Regions from separate parts of the Gasterosteus aculeatus genome. Here region 1 is linked to region 2. Evidence: chromatin contacts called from public Hi-C data. All regions are on one chromosome and are shown on one strand. Each heading gives the region's core, a stretch centred on a gene start, on an enhancer-like site or on the middle of the called end of the contact. The rest is flanking DNA. Distances are from core to core; before and after follow the strand shown.

Evidence for each region. A called contact is a pair of places that touch in the nucleus more often than the background predicts.
Region 1: a Hi-C map of tail fin shows a contact between it and region 2, with 2.5 times the contacts expected there. The contact joins the promoter of ankrd66 here to the enhancer-like site in region 2. A contact is called at or near these places in 3 of 6 Hi-C or Micro-C datasets (skeletal muscle, tail fin and whole body).

What each region holds. Positions count from the first base shown.
Region 1 is chr8:14,505,366-14,511,962 of fGasAcu3.hap1.1, forward strand. ankrd66 (ankyrin repeat domain 66) reads left to right here and starts at 3,495. Exons shown (of 6, transcript XM_040184879.2): 1 at 3,495-3,705; 2 at 4,005-4,145; 3 at 4,687-4,903; 4 at 5,243-5,357; 5 at 5,479-6,339; 6 at 6,584-6,597. The coding sequence starts at 3,616. It overlaps rnf13 (ring finger protein 13), which reads right to left and starts at 2,181. Exons shown (of 10, transcript XM_040184874.2): 1 at 1,835-2,181; 2 at 1-110. The coding sequence starts at 2.
Region 2 is chr8:14,439,578-14,446,401 of fGasAcu3.hap1.1, forward strand. tsc22d2 (TSC22 domain family 2) reads right to left here. Exons shown (of 3, transcript XM_040184544.2): 2 at 3,716-3,767; 3 at 1,354-3,611. The coding sequence ends at 3,312. It overlaps LOC144411450, which reads left to right. Exons shown (of 4, transcript XM_078108299.1): 4 at 1-532. The coding sequence ends at 196. Among protein-coding and RNA genes, the nearest start is that of LOC144411450, 7.1 kb to the left of the region's middle. Within about 2 kb of position 5,019, at least 7 of the 9 cell types and tissues checked have open chromatin away from gene starts, as enhancers often do.

The DNA of each region.
Region 1 (6,597 bases), core at 2,245-4,744, 64 kb after region 2:
ATCCTGGCGTCACCTTACAACCCCCAGCTGCTCCGCCACTCATAAACATACACAACCATAAACACACACACACACACACAGACGGATGACCACGCACTCAGGCCTCACACCTGGAGAAAGACACAAGTTTCATGTTTGTATACACGTAACGCTTGAACTACATATGCTGATGAAATACCAACGATTTGAATGCACATATTTATTTTTAAGTATTTAAAAAGAAAAGTCCATATTTGGCCCCCAAGTCCTAATTTGGCCTCATTGATTAACGGTGCTGCGATTCTGCTGTCGGAGTGGCGGACGGTTTGATGCTATTTTGGGGTGTTTGACGTCGTGCTGGTTGCGGCACCAGAGCACCGTCCAACCCTCCGCCTGTTCATCTGGTCTTCTAACTGCCTCACTCGTCATGTATATTAGTTATTGGTGGTTCATCTTGCTGCACAAGTGCTTCCCGCCTACCTACTTTTTCTTTCACAGACCCCACAAAAAGCAATGTGCACTCTTTTGGAGACAAAAAGCTACCAGCGGTTTTTAAAAACAATTGCCCCTTCAAAAGAAAATTCCATTAGCCCTTGTGCTGCTAGCTCCTGCATAGCTTCCCGTTTGCATGTGTTATGTTTATGAGCTAGCCAGTTGTCTCATGTAGAAGGAGGGGAACTTTGGGCCTAACATTGCAGCATGAGAGCTACGACTCCCCAAAGCGGATGGCAGCATGTGAGAAGTCACGTTGCAAAGGCAAGTAGTGTGTAAGGATTGTAAGGTTTGTTGTGTACGTTTGGATGAAAGCAAGGATGTTTTCTTATCAAATGAATAAATCAATGGGTGTAAAATGTCCCCAATGGTCTGGTTTATACCGTGTATTCAAGCCGTAATGCTTTGAATAGATGAAATATATTTATTCAGCGATGAAATCAAAGCAGAAGTTCAAATCAGATGGGAACGCTGGCTTTAGTAGCAACTGTCCTCATTAGTTACTAAATGTACGTTTAGATTGGAAAAAAATTGGAAAATGCAGACGTGTACCGTTTTATTGGCATAAATAAAATGATATTTCCATTAATGAAAACAATTTATTTTGCAATATTTGAATCCATCTCTTTAAAAATTAATGATTTCACTCCTAGTATGCAGTTGTTACTAAATCAAGATAAAAATGTAGCTCTTGATCATTTAAAAACAGGGACCAAAACCATTTACGGACTGTAATAAAACAGGAATGTATTTTCTGTGCTGCCCCTTGTATTTGGACTCGCATTTGTCGCATAGTATACATCATCACATCCAACCCTGAATGTAAATGTAAGCGCCATGCAACACGTTATAAACACGTTCTCCATTCTCTCACTCAAATCTATAAACTGTTTTTAGCAGAGAAGAGAAGAGGAGACGGCGGGTCCTGAATGGGAAATGAGCAGGGAAGCACAAGGGGAAGTGAGAGCAGCAACCCCCGGCACCCTGATCAGAAGATGACATCAAATGACACACATCACATTTTACCACGAGACGTTTACTTAAAATCAGCGAAGAACAAAACAGTCAATGGCAAACCCAACAGCAGATGCGGTCAACAACCATGCGATGTCCCCGTTGAACTTTCACACCCCCAAATGTCAGTGGTTAACTTGGGGTTACGGTTCCCATGTTTGTTTGTTTTTAAACCAGTCGCCTTTAAGTGGGACATTCCTCGGAGTATAGTTGTAGCTACAGCTAAATAAATCACTGATCGGGCGTGGAGAACCTTCGCGGGGTGCAGCGAACACGGAGCGCCCGGTACCCCCTCCGCGCTAGCGTGAGGCTAACGGAGGTAGCTACTGGGTCTTTCGTGGGTGTTTACCTCAATTTCTGCCCGGAGGTTTGTCTTGTCCGGGGATTTAGCGCCGGGCGGTGACATCTCTCTCCGCGGCTGCGCGTCGTGCCAAGCAACGTTTACAGCGGAGAATATTTAGGCTGGGCTTCATCCCGTTAGAACGACGGGTCGGAGAACGTGAACATTAAACGTTACGGTTTAATCCCCTCGGAAGGCTACCTTCTCTGGTTTCCGCCACATGCGCCGATCCACATTCGGCTCCCGATTGGTCGAATCGTGTGTCGATCGTCTGACTCCGGAAGTGACTCCAGACGTAAACATAGCCACGTGACGGCGCACGCAAACGTTAGCTGCGTTTTACCAGTTGTATGAGCGGCCCGAGGCGAGCAGAGAGTCTTTATTTAGAGCTTCATTACAGCTCTATTAGTGCGTTATGAGAGCCATGGAGTTTCTGTAGAAACTGTATTTTCTATCTGGAAATAAGTGTGCATTTATTCTTCATCACCAATGTTACCATCATCCACCCTAAAAAAAAAATGAAAACAGATCACACTTTTTAATCTCTAGCACCCTCTATCTATAGTAAACGGAGCTCATCTTTGTTTACGGAATCCTTTGAGTATGATCAGTGCTTTTGCAAACAAGAGGTTGAAGTTTTTTTCTGACTGATCACACAACTGTTAAGCTGTACCTGTGACACTACTGTAGATAATCGTTATAATAAAAGTTTATTTAAAATCTGATGATATAAATATGATATAATATTACAAGTTCATACAATAACCCTAAATTGATGTGTACATTTGTATGCCTAGATTTTATTTCTGTTTCTTGAACCTTGAGAAACCTAAGTCCCTCTTGGCTGAACACCGAAGACTTTGTGGACAGTGTCAAACTTTAAAAGGTCAGATGCAAAGTAGCTGTACCCTGTAAAACTTTCAAAGAACATTTGAAACTGTAATGTTCCACCAGCAGGTAGTCCCTCACACAAAAAGGCACCACCGCAAAGAGCTTATTCCGTTTGCAACTGAGAAAAAAATATTTTTGTCTTGTGATGATCCACTTTGCAAATATGTTCATGTACTGCAGTTGAGTAGAACAGAATAGACAAAACAACAGTCCTCTCAACCGATATTATGCCCATTGCTGCTGTAAAAACAAAGGCAGATCACGTGTATGGATGAGACCAAATTGATAAAGGACAATTGATACGTGCAACACAACATTTTATTATTATTTCTCTTTGATAGATAGGCTTGTATAAGGCTATACTATGATTGTTTTTATACAGACAGACACTTATGTAAATACCAGTCAGAGAGTGGGTATTACATTTGCACATTTAAATTGTAGGTTTGTAATTACCAAGGCCAGTCTCTGGGGTATTTAATTTTCCATACAGCCACCAACATACTTTTTAATCTTTTTAATCCATTTTATCTGTCTTACCTGCACTTTGAGATTTTACTATTCAACATTATTTGATGGTTCAGTTGGAAAGTTGAGCAAAAATGAAACCACGTATCAAAGAAAGCACTTTATAACCCAAATGGATTGACTTAAATAAAACCAAACCAACAAACCAAAATGATATTCCTGGCATTTGAGGCACTTTTTTTTAAGGCAGCTAGTGCTTTGTCCTTTGATGACTTGTTAAATTCAACTCCCCAAATCCTTCCCACCCAGCTCCTGCCCCCTCTGTACAATGACTTTTACGATGAGAATGGCTCAGACAACCCTACTACACACACTCTGGTCGACCAGAGCATCACAGAGGAGCAAACAACTGGAGGCAGGTTGTTCCAACCATGAGGATCTTTATCTGCTTCGAGGGCTCCAGTGAGCCTATTGATGTCCCTTCAGATCAGACTGTGGGGGCCGTGAAGCACATGATAAAGGTAATAAAAAGCTACAATCATGTCCAAGGGGTAACGAACCACCGTTTGTTTTTTTTAGACATATTACGGCAGGGAAAAGAGACTGTTTAATGGATTTATTTTATTTTGAGGCATGATGTTGCTTATGGTTAAACGCTATGCATTGCAAAACTGTTATTAGTAACTAATATGTCAAGAAAAAACAAATATCTCCATTATTGCGAGACAAGAGATGCAGGTGAACATGATCAATCAAGAACTTTCTTTCTGGGCCAAATCTCTAGAACAGCTCAATAAATATCCACTCTGTGTTTCCGTAGGACAACTTTATGGTGCGACTCTCATATGACAAACAGCAGCAGTACCTGGAGCTGAGCCACGGTGGAGCGGTGCTGCAGGACAGCTGGGCTCTGTTTGACGTGGGCATCACAAATGGCAGAGCCATACAATGCCTGATAAAGGTGTTTATGCATTAAAAAAGGGGTTTTGGTATTTGCAGTAAATATAATCAGCTATCAATGATGCACATCAAGGGAGGATGCTGAAGTCCATATTTTCTTTAGGCCTTCAATTCAGAAGCTATTTATTTGTATGTATTCTATGTACATAAACAGATAAGTGCAGTTCAGTGTTTAAACGAAAATATATTTTATTGCACATACACAAAAGCTTTTAATGTGAAAGTATCAAACCTGCATCTGTTCAAATTCTTATAAAAGTGTTACAGAAAGTTACACAGACAAAAAATCTAAACTTTACGGCACAACCACAGAGTGGCAGCAGACCCTTCCTTCTATTGGCTTGTATCACTGTATTCATCACAATACACAAAAATATAATCAATAGTAAGAATAAATGATCTCCCAAATCTAAAAAAAGTTAAATGTGAAACTAATGCCCGCTGACCTCTTGACAGATTTTATTTTATTAACACAGGGATACATCTTAGGTCTAAAGTCTTGTTATTCTTTGGTTTAACACAATTTTATAATTGTTTTTCAGAGTGAGCAAAGGCCTGCGATGTGGCTGTTCAATGCTGTGACACAAGAAACCTTACCGGTCATGGGAAATGAGGCTTCTCTGCACATGTCTGTTGCTCACTTGAAAACTGTGGTTTCCATGCAAACTGGCCTCCCAGTTAGCACCTTCAGACTGAGCACACCTGCTGGTGTGCAGCTTTATGACTGCAACCAACTCAAAGACTATGCCATTAAAGAGGGTATGTCCTGCCTGTGTGGCTGTTACGGGCATCTTAACGGTGCGTGCTCTGCAGCTTAAACAATTGTGAACAGTCTGAGAACATTCAATAGAATCAGTCAAAAGTTAGATATCAGGTATTTTCTTCTAAATGACTGGATTGCTTTAAATTGTATAATATACACAGCTTTCGCGTGCTGAATGTTGGCTGATATTGACTATGTATTAACTATACAAAGACGTAAAAGAGCTTCATTTTAAGTGTTGCACTATAGAATAAGAATTCTCAATCCCTCCAAATGCCTGCACAAAACAATGTTCAAAGTGACCAAAGTGACATGTTTATCTTTTTTAAATAAAGGCACCACTCTCCGTTTGGACACATGGGATGGGTGGGTACAGTTCCTTCGGGGTTGCCTCCGGGGCCGCAGATTGACAGTCCAAGGCCACCTCTTAGAAAAGATACCAGTAAAGAGGTCAGAGATAACCAACATGAACATGAATAAACAATGAGGCAGAACTGTTGTAGTGCAACTCATCCATAAAGAGTCAGAGTGCAATTTTACACACCAATGAGAATCTTTCTTGCTTATCCAGATTTCAGTTGCAGGTAGCCCTCTACATTGCTGCCGCTTTGGGCCACCTGGACCTGGCCTGTTGGCTGCTGGAGAGAGGGATGCGTGCTGAGAAACCAGTGGGGGTTCATCCTTACCGCCAGTGGTGCCACCAAACCTCCCATCGAGACACCGGAAAGTGTCCCATACACACAGCTGCAGAGAAAGGCCAGCTTCTCATTCTCAAGCTCTTCATCAGCAAAAACCTTTTGGCCTTGGCTTGTCGGGACCCCGGAGGTCGGGACCCTTTGAAAGTTGCTGTTCAGCACGGTCACAGCGATTGTGTGCACTATTTAGCCGATAAGCTGTGTTCGCTGGTATCCCTGCCAAACATATCCCTGCCCATGCGCATCTACATCCAGATAAAACGCTGGGTGAGTTTGGGGCACAAAAGGGCAGCATCCAATCGATGCCAGTACACCCGTGCTGCGTTCAATGCCAGGATGGGGGATACTTTGCTGGTGGACGGCTTCAATCAGCCAAATATGTCTTCCAAATCCGTGAAAGTTGCGACCAAACCAAGCAGACGAATCAAGGCTGTGCAGTCATTACCTCCCATCTGTAACCTACCTTCAGTATCACAAACCCCCAGCCTGCAGTATGTGAGCCCTGGTCACTTTAAAGAGGTGCAGATAACGCACAATCAAGATGTCCGAAGCCGGGAGGATCACTTATTGGATAGAATCTGTAGGGATGCTTGCAGTTTATGTAAAAGCAAGTTCAAACTTCTGCCAATCCCCAATCCCCAGAGAAAGAGTATTCTGACTGCGACGCCGGAGTCCATCTCTCCCCACTGCAGCCGAACGGCGAGGGAAAAAGCCATATACTGCTTGACCGTAGCCAGGTTTCTATCCTTACTGCTATACACTGTATGTCCAATACAAACACATTGTGCTTGATCTCATGAATGGCTAAATAAAAATAGTTTTTCAACCAAACAATTTTGTGTTTGAAATCCTGTATGTTACTAGTGACGGATTTATGTTCTGCATGGATGTTTTAACGTGATTAATTAGTGAGACATAGAGCATAACAGCATACATGACAGCTTTGTTCTTCTGTGGATAACGCATGTTTCTCTTATACAGTACCTTCACTGAGA
Region 2 (6,824 bases), core at 3,769-6,268:
CTTGTTCGCTTCCAGGTCTCTGAAGCGAGCTAAAAAGATCATAGCCGAACCCTCTCACCCCGGACAAAAACTGTGTGTGCCCCTTCCGTCTGGCAGGAGGCTGAGGTCCATCAGGACTAAGACCTCCCGCCACACGAACAGTTTCTTCTTGTCGGCAGTCGGGCTCATCAACAGAGCCCGGTCCCCCACTGACTGACTATAACATTCCACCGGTCACTCCTCTTCACACTGCACATGTCGCTTTAACTGTCATTTCTCACTCGTCACTTTGTTGTCACTCGTCACTTTGTCACTTGTTCGATAGTGCACTTTATTTTTTAATATTTTTAACTTCTAACTTTAACTTTATTCTTATTTTATACTAACCCATAGCCTTTTTCTACTAACCCATTGCATTAGCATTTCATTTTATTTTATTACTTGTTCACTGCTGTCTTGTCTATTGTTACACTGTCTACTGTCACGCACCAACCGCCAAGACAAATTCCTTGTATGTTTGACATATTTTGGCAATAAATGTTTCCTGATCCGCCTCAAGGTTGTGCGTGTTGTGGTTTCACAAATGCTTTGCTGCATACCTCGGTTGTAACGAGTGGTTATTTCAGTCAAAGTTGCTCTATTAGCTTGAATCAGTCGGCCCATTCTCCTCTGACCTCTAGCATCAACAAGGCATTTTCGCCCACAGGACTGCCGCATACTGGATGTTTTTCCCTTTTCACACCATTCTTTGTAAACCCTAGAAATGGTTGTGCGTGAAAATCGAAGTAACTGAGCAGATTGTGAAATACTCAGCCCGTCTGGCACCAATAACCATGCCACGCTCAAAATTGCTTAAATCACCTTTCTTTCCCATTCTGTCATTCAGTTTGGAGTTCAGGAGATTGTCTTGACCAGCACCACACCCCTAAATGCATTGAAGCAACTGCCATGTGATTGGTTGATTAGATAATTGCATGAATGATAAATTGAACAGGTGTTCCTGATAATCCTTTAGGTGAGTGTATTTTGACATGATACAAAAGGAACTCAAATCCAAGTAATTCAATTAATTTAGCTCCCTCAGTTTGTGTCCTGGTACGGTGCACCGAGTAAAAAGCAAGCTTTTGTCCTACAATAGTGCAAGATAGCGGCTGACAAAAAGACTTACTGATGTGGACCGATAATCTGTTGAACTTGTTTAAAACAGATGTTGTAAAAAGATTTTAAAATCTCAGTTCATTCATGTTTGTGTAAAAAGAAATTAATCTGTGAAAAGAAAAATGTTCAGTGTTTTGTAGTTAGATATTCTCCAAAGTGTTTACTAATAGAAGTAATGAGTGGATTTCCTGGTGAAAAAAAAGCATGACAACATTCTCTTAATAAAACAGTAATTTATTTTTGACTGAAAACTAAAATTGTCTGAACAGCACATTACAAGGGCATTGTTAAGATATTTTCTCCAAGGCTCAGTGATCACTTTCATACAGTACACTTGGCATGTACACACAATCTCCTTCAAATGAAAGGAAAACAGAAAAGAATACTAAATAAGCCAGTTTGCAACAAAAAAAAAAAGAAAAAAAAAAGAAAAGAAAATCCATTGATCCTGTAGAAAGATGACCGAGCATTTTGGTTTAGTTCCAAGCCACAAAAGAAAGAAACCGAATCGCCGGGCGGTACAGCAGCACAAGAGGCACAAAAGACACAACAAGGACATCCCAGAATACTCTCACACGGTTTTTAAAAGGGAGAAAAGTTGAATAGTTTCCATCGTCTTGTTCCGTACATTAGTTTTTTGTAAGCAAAGTGTTGGTAAACTACAAATTGAAACCTAAATGCTGCATTTATTAAATACATAAAAATCTGTAATTGTAACAAAACCTTTCCTCTGGGTGGGAAAGTTGCCACGACAGACATGAAGGCGGGAAAAAAAGCAGCTCCTTCTGACTTGTGCACAAAGCAAACACAGCCACTTTTTTTTTTACCCTCGACTACTAGACCCTCTCTGCCAGTTGTTCCTTCTCTTTCACAATCATTCACAGACTGACAACTTCACACAAAATAAGAGTGCTGGATAAAAACATGAGGTAAGGAATAGGTTTGATTATAGATCATGCAGAACATGCAAAAGAGCAACAAAAAAGGAAATGTAGGGGAAAAAGTAGGAAAAAAAGGTTGTGCATTTAAAAAAATAAAGAAAAAAAATAAACTACTTCCACAGCTTTGCGTCTTTGGTTATAAAGTAGGTCGAACCATTTCACAGCTTTTCATCAGACCAAACCCCTTAATAATTTCTGTATTTCACTAAGAAAAAAAGGTAAATTAATAGATTTCTTTATCGAAACATCCCATCACATCTTAAACAGGTGTTCTCCTGTACACACCCTACTTTCTCTTGATACTTTACAAAATATACATTCAACCTGGATTTCACCCAATATATAAACTCAGCTTTAGTGTTAGCACTATTTCATGACATTTCTATAATAGAACTTATTGCCTACTTTATTGAGATCTAGTTGTTGAACGAGACAACCAAATTTAATACCTGACATTCTAAAATACCAAAAAGAAAAAAGGTTTTTTGTTAATAAGTATATCCATGACATTGTTCAGTTACATTATGAAAATAGCAGCCCTGAAATAAATAAATTCAAATACTAAAACTGAAATAAAGGAGAAAAGGTATGATTCATGTCAAAGTACGGTGGCTCTAAGAAGACAACAAGCTTTTTGTTGCAGCATAACGAGCTGAGGCTCAACCCCCAAGCCGAGGCACCCGCATGGCTTCCTGCTACTGTCGGGGGGGGGGGGGGGGGGATCCTCTCCCGAGGCCCTCCGGCCTCTTCCAGCTGGGGAGCGACGGATTGAGGGTCCTTGGAGGACGGACCCCAGTGGATGTCACAGGACCCTCGTCACTCCTGTGTGGTCGAACCGCCCCTTACCACTTGTTGCCCAGTCAGAAAAAACAAAAACCTCCGTGCCCTTTGACCCCTGTCCTCCTGCACCACAACTGTGTGCACCCGCTCGCCTGATCCCTCGTCTTCTTGCAGCCCACCACGGGGACCCGATGAAGACGTTTTTGAAGGGGGTTTGTTGATGTCTTAATAATGTGCAGCCCGGTAACGGCAGCAAGCGAACCTCAAAGCGCGGCTCTCGGTGGCAAACAAAGATGTCGCCGCTTGGCGATTTCCTCAAACGGAGCACACGGAGGGCGGAGTCGAGCCGTTTCGCTTCATGGAGCCAAGGAGACGGCAGCAGTCGGGTGTCTTTCCTGACAGGATCTTCCAGTCCCGTCTGAAAAGTCTGCGTTTGAGCGCGTGTAACGGGGTTCACGCCGAGGTGATGTTGGGCCGATGGGGGGCGCTCTGACTCCCTTCGCGGTGAGCCAGGGGGCCGTTGTTGTTGTCGATGGCGACGAGCGGGTGCTGCTGCAGCAGCGATGGAGGCGTGCTGCCGCCCTGGTGGAGCTGACTGGAGACCTGGCCCAGCTGATCCGTGTTGGCCAGCGACTTCAGCACGGCGTTTTCCCGCTCCAACATAGAGTTCCTCTCGTACAGCTCCTTAATCTGCTCCTTCAACACCTCCACCTCCTCGCGAACCGCATACATCAGGTGGCTCTTCACCAAGTCCTGGAGGAGAAACTAACATTAGCACTCGGAGGGAAATAGATTCCACCCACACACATAGCTAGAAAAAGTGCTGTGTGTGGGGAAACATGTGGGGAACAACTCACCATGGCTTGCTCTATCTTGTTATCAATTGCGACGACGCTGGCACCGGATGCACTGTGGAGACAAAAAACGACAACACTTTAGCGTGACGTCAGCGGTTTAACTTTGATTAAATGCCCAAATCGGTTGCAAGACATTGATGAGTTCACATGAAGTATAAAACGCCCATTTAGAAGAATATATATATTTTTAAGTTATTGGAAGTGTCAAAGACTTTCCAAAACTATAAAGAGTGAGTGGAAAGTGGAGGCGAAGAAAAGAAAATAAGAACTTGTTACAAATATGGTGCAGTTTTTTAAAAACACAAGGGGCAGCCTGTACTAAAGCAGCATACTGTGGGTTTACACAAACAAGCATTAGGGTTAGGCAATAAAATACTTTGCAACAGGCTCCACCTGTAGCCAGTCATGGGTCCACATTACTCTCCAGGCCGGTCTACTGCTCACAGAATTAAATAAATAGCACAGCAGCTGTTTTTAAAAACCTATTTTAAAAGAAGCGCTGCCTCATAAAGGACTGCGTGCAGCAGCAGGAGCTCTGATAACAATCCTCCTGCGGATTGTTTCAACAGAGTCGCGATGACATCAGACTTTTCAAATCAGACCACAAATACCTGGAGAGGTTTGTGTGATCCGACCGATAAGAGGAGAAAGCAGATTCAATTCGTTTGAGGTACAAATTTAGCGAGGGACTGTTGGATCAGATTAACTGTATGAACCAGCCTCACAAACGACACATGGGTTCAAAATGTTACAAAATTAAAAACATTTAATTCATTCATTTCAGACACGACGAAGGGACAGAAACACTTCAGACACTCGGGACACCAAATGAGACGATTTCAATGTCCACAATGGCCTGAAAAACGTGGCTGGACGACAAAAGGCATCGCGCGCGTTTTCATAATAACAAGAGCAAGAGAGAGCGAGAGAGAGAGAGAGAGAGAGAGACCCCCCCCCCCCCCCCCCCCCCAAAAAAAAACTATGTTGGCAAACAACTACCAGCAAATGCGCGGAGCAGACGGATACCACGCGCACATAGAAGTCACCACGCCGAGGGAAACGCACACAGACACGCGGCGGGCAGAGAGCGGGCGCGCGGGTATTTACCTGGCGCAGCGCGCCCTGTAACACGCCAGGCGGCCCGGCGGGGAGCACGGCAGGCTGTAGCTCATTCTGCAGCGCATGTTCTCTGGTTCCGGGGAAAGTTTCTGCCGTGGGGCTGCTGCGCTCCTCGGGGTGGAAACAGGCGAGTGGTTCTCGTTGGCGTGTAGAGCGGAGGAGCGCGTGTTAAATGTCCCCCGGACACGTGGTGCGAAAACGAAGGGGGCGGAGTTAAGCGTCTCCCTCCCTCAGACTTGTAAATGCCCACACTGTTAAGATTCCGTTGAATTTAGAGTCTAAATGCATGCTAAAATAGGGACACTTCCCCGAACAAGCGAACGGCTGCGTTGTGGGACATGAAGGCCGCGAGAGGAGACATCAGGGACAACGAGCGTGTCCACGAGTGGTTTTATACACAGGCTCGATCCAAGTAGCCCGTCAAAGTGAATGGGGGCAGCCTGAAGGAGTAACCAGACATTTTAGAGAGAGAAGAAAGTATTTGTTGCTGTCCATTGTCCAAGGAAAACAAAGCAGACTGGACATTTGATTCGAGGCAGCCATGAGGCGGTTTATATAAGGGCCGCTCACTGCGTTCACCTCAAAGTGCTGCCTTCCTCGCAGACTAGCGGGAGCACACATGCACCAGTCCCCCAAAACAAAGTCTCCCGGACCGCAAGGCAGCACGTTCCAACTTTGGACACCTCCGGCCCCTAAACCGAGACATCTGTCAGAGCCACCGTCGCGCTGCGACAACACACGGCCCGGTTCTTCTCCATGAGGCCCAGTTGTTGGACTGTCACCGACCTCTTGTACCCGCCTCGACTCTGGAAGCAGCAAAAAGGTGTCAGCTTCACGCTCTCCATGGAAGTATTTCAGTGATGAACTTTATGTCATATGTACCGAGCAGCTGCGCGTGGCCTCATCTTTCCCTCTGGGGGCATCGCACGATGTCTTAGGGCACCAGAACGCTAATGCGTTCTCCAGAAAAAGGGCACAGATGCAGCGGCGCACGTCGTTGTCACAAAGCATACCAACACTCCCTGTGTGGGGGGGGGCGACAGCTGAACAAATTAGACCTCGGCCTTTCAGTAACCCTCCCCTGCTAAGTGTATTTCAAAACAATAGCTGCCGCTCTCTTTTCCGATGCAGAGACCCCCCACCCACCCCACCCGCGGCCTTAGTTTTGTAAGGTGCAGTTCGGCTGCTGCGCCAGACGAGGTCGGCAGAGGCTCCGACACAACAGAGCGGCTGTCGGGACTTTCCTAAATGATCACTCAGAGAGGAGACAAACGCACCGAATGAACGTGGAGCTGTAACGAGGCGCAGGAGAGCTGAACGTGGCTCCTCTATTGGGCCCCGAAACCACCCAAATTACAGATGTCCTATTAGATCAATTAAATCAAGTTGAGCTAATCAACACAAATACACAAAAACATGGACACATGGGATTAAAACGGTTGTAGGGAAGTTTAACCTATTAAACTAACCTAGGAAATATGTCTTGTCGAGGGGGAATGTTGTTGGGAATTATTTTGTTTATTCTTAAGGCCAGTCATCACAATGCACTTAAAACAGCAACTTAAAAAGAAAACACTTTAGGCCAATAGTCATTCCAGTGCCTAGGGGAAAATAGATAGATGGATCAAGTGGATAAGATAAGGGACTTGTTTTGCCACAGCTTGCTGAGATTTAATCTTCATCTTTGTGCACTGGGTTAGAGTAAAATTCCTACTTGCATTGCACAACGTTGTGAACCAGAAACCAAAATGAATCGCGTTTGTCACGACGCAAACCTGAAACTATTTTCTTGTATTTGGTGATGCAAAACTTGAAATCCCCCGAGACAACTGCTATTTGCGTATTGCACGGAAATAGTCAAAAGGTGAAATGGGGTCAATTTGTTGGAAGAATACAAATTTGTCGTAAGCCGTGTTGTTGAATGGTGGTCCATACTCCAGGTAGATACAGTATGAACGGCAAAGTGACTTTTCAATCTTGCTTACTAATC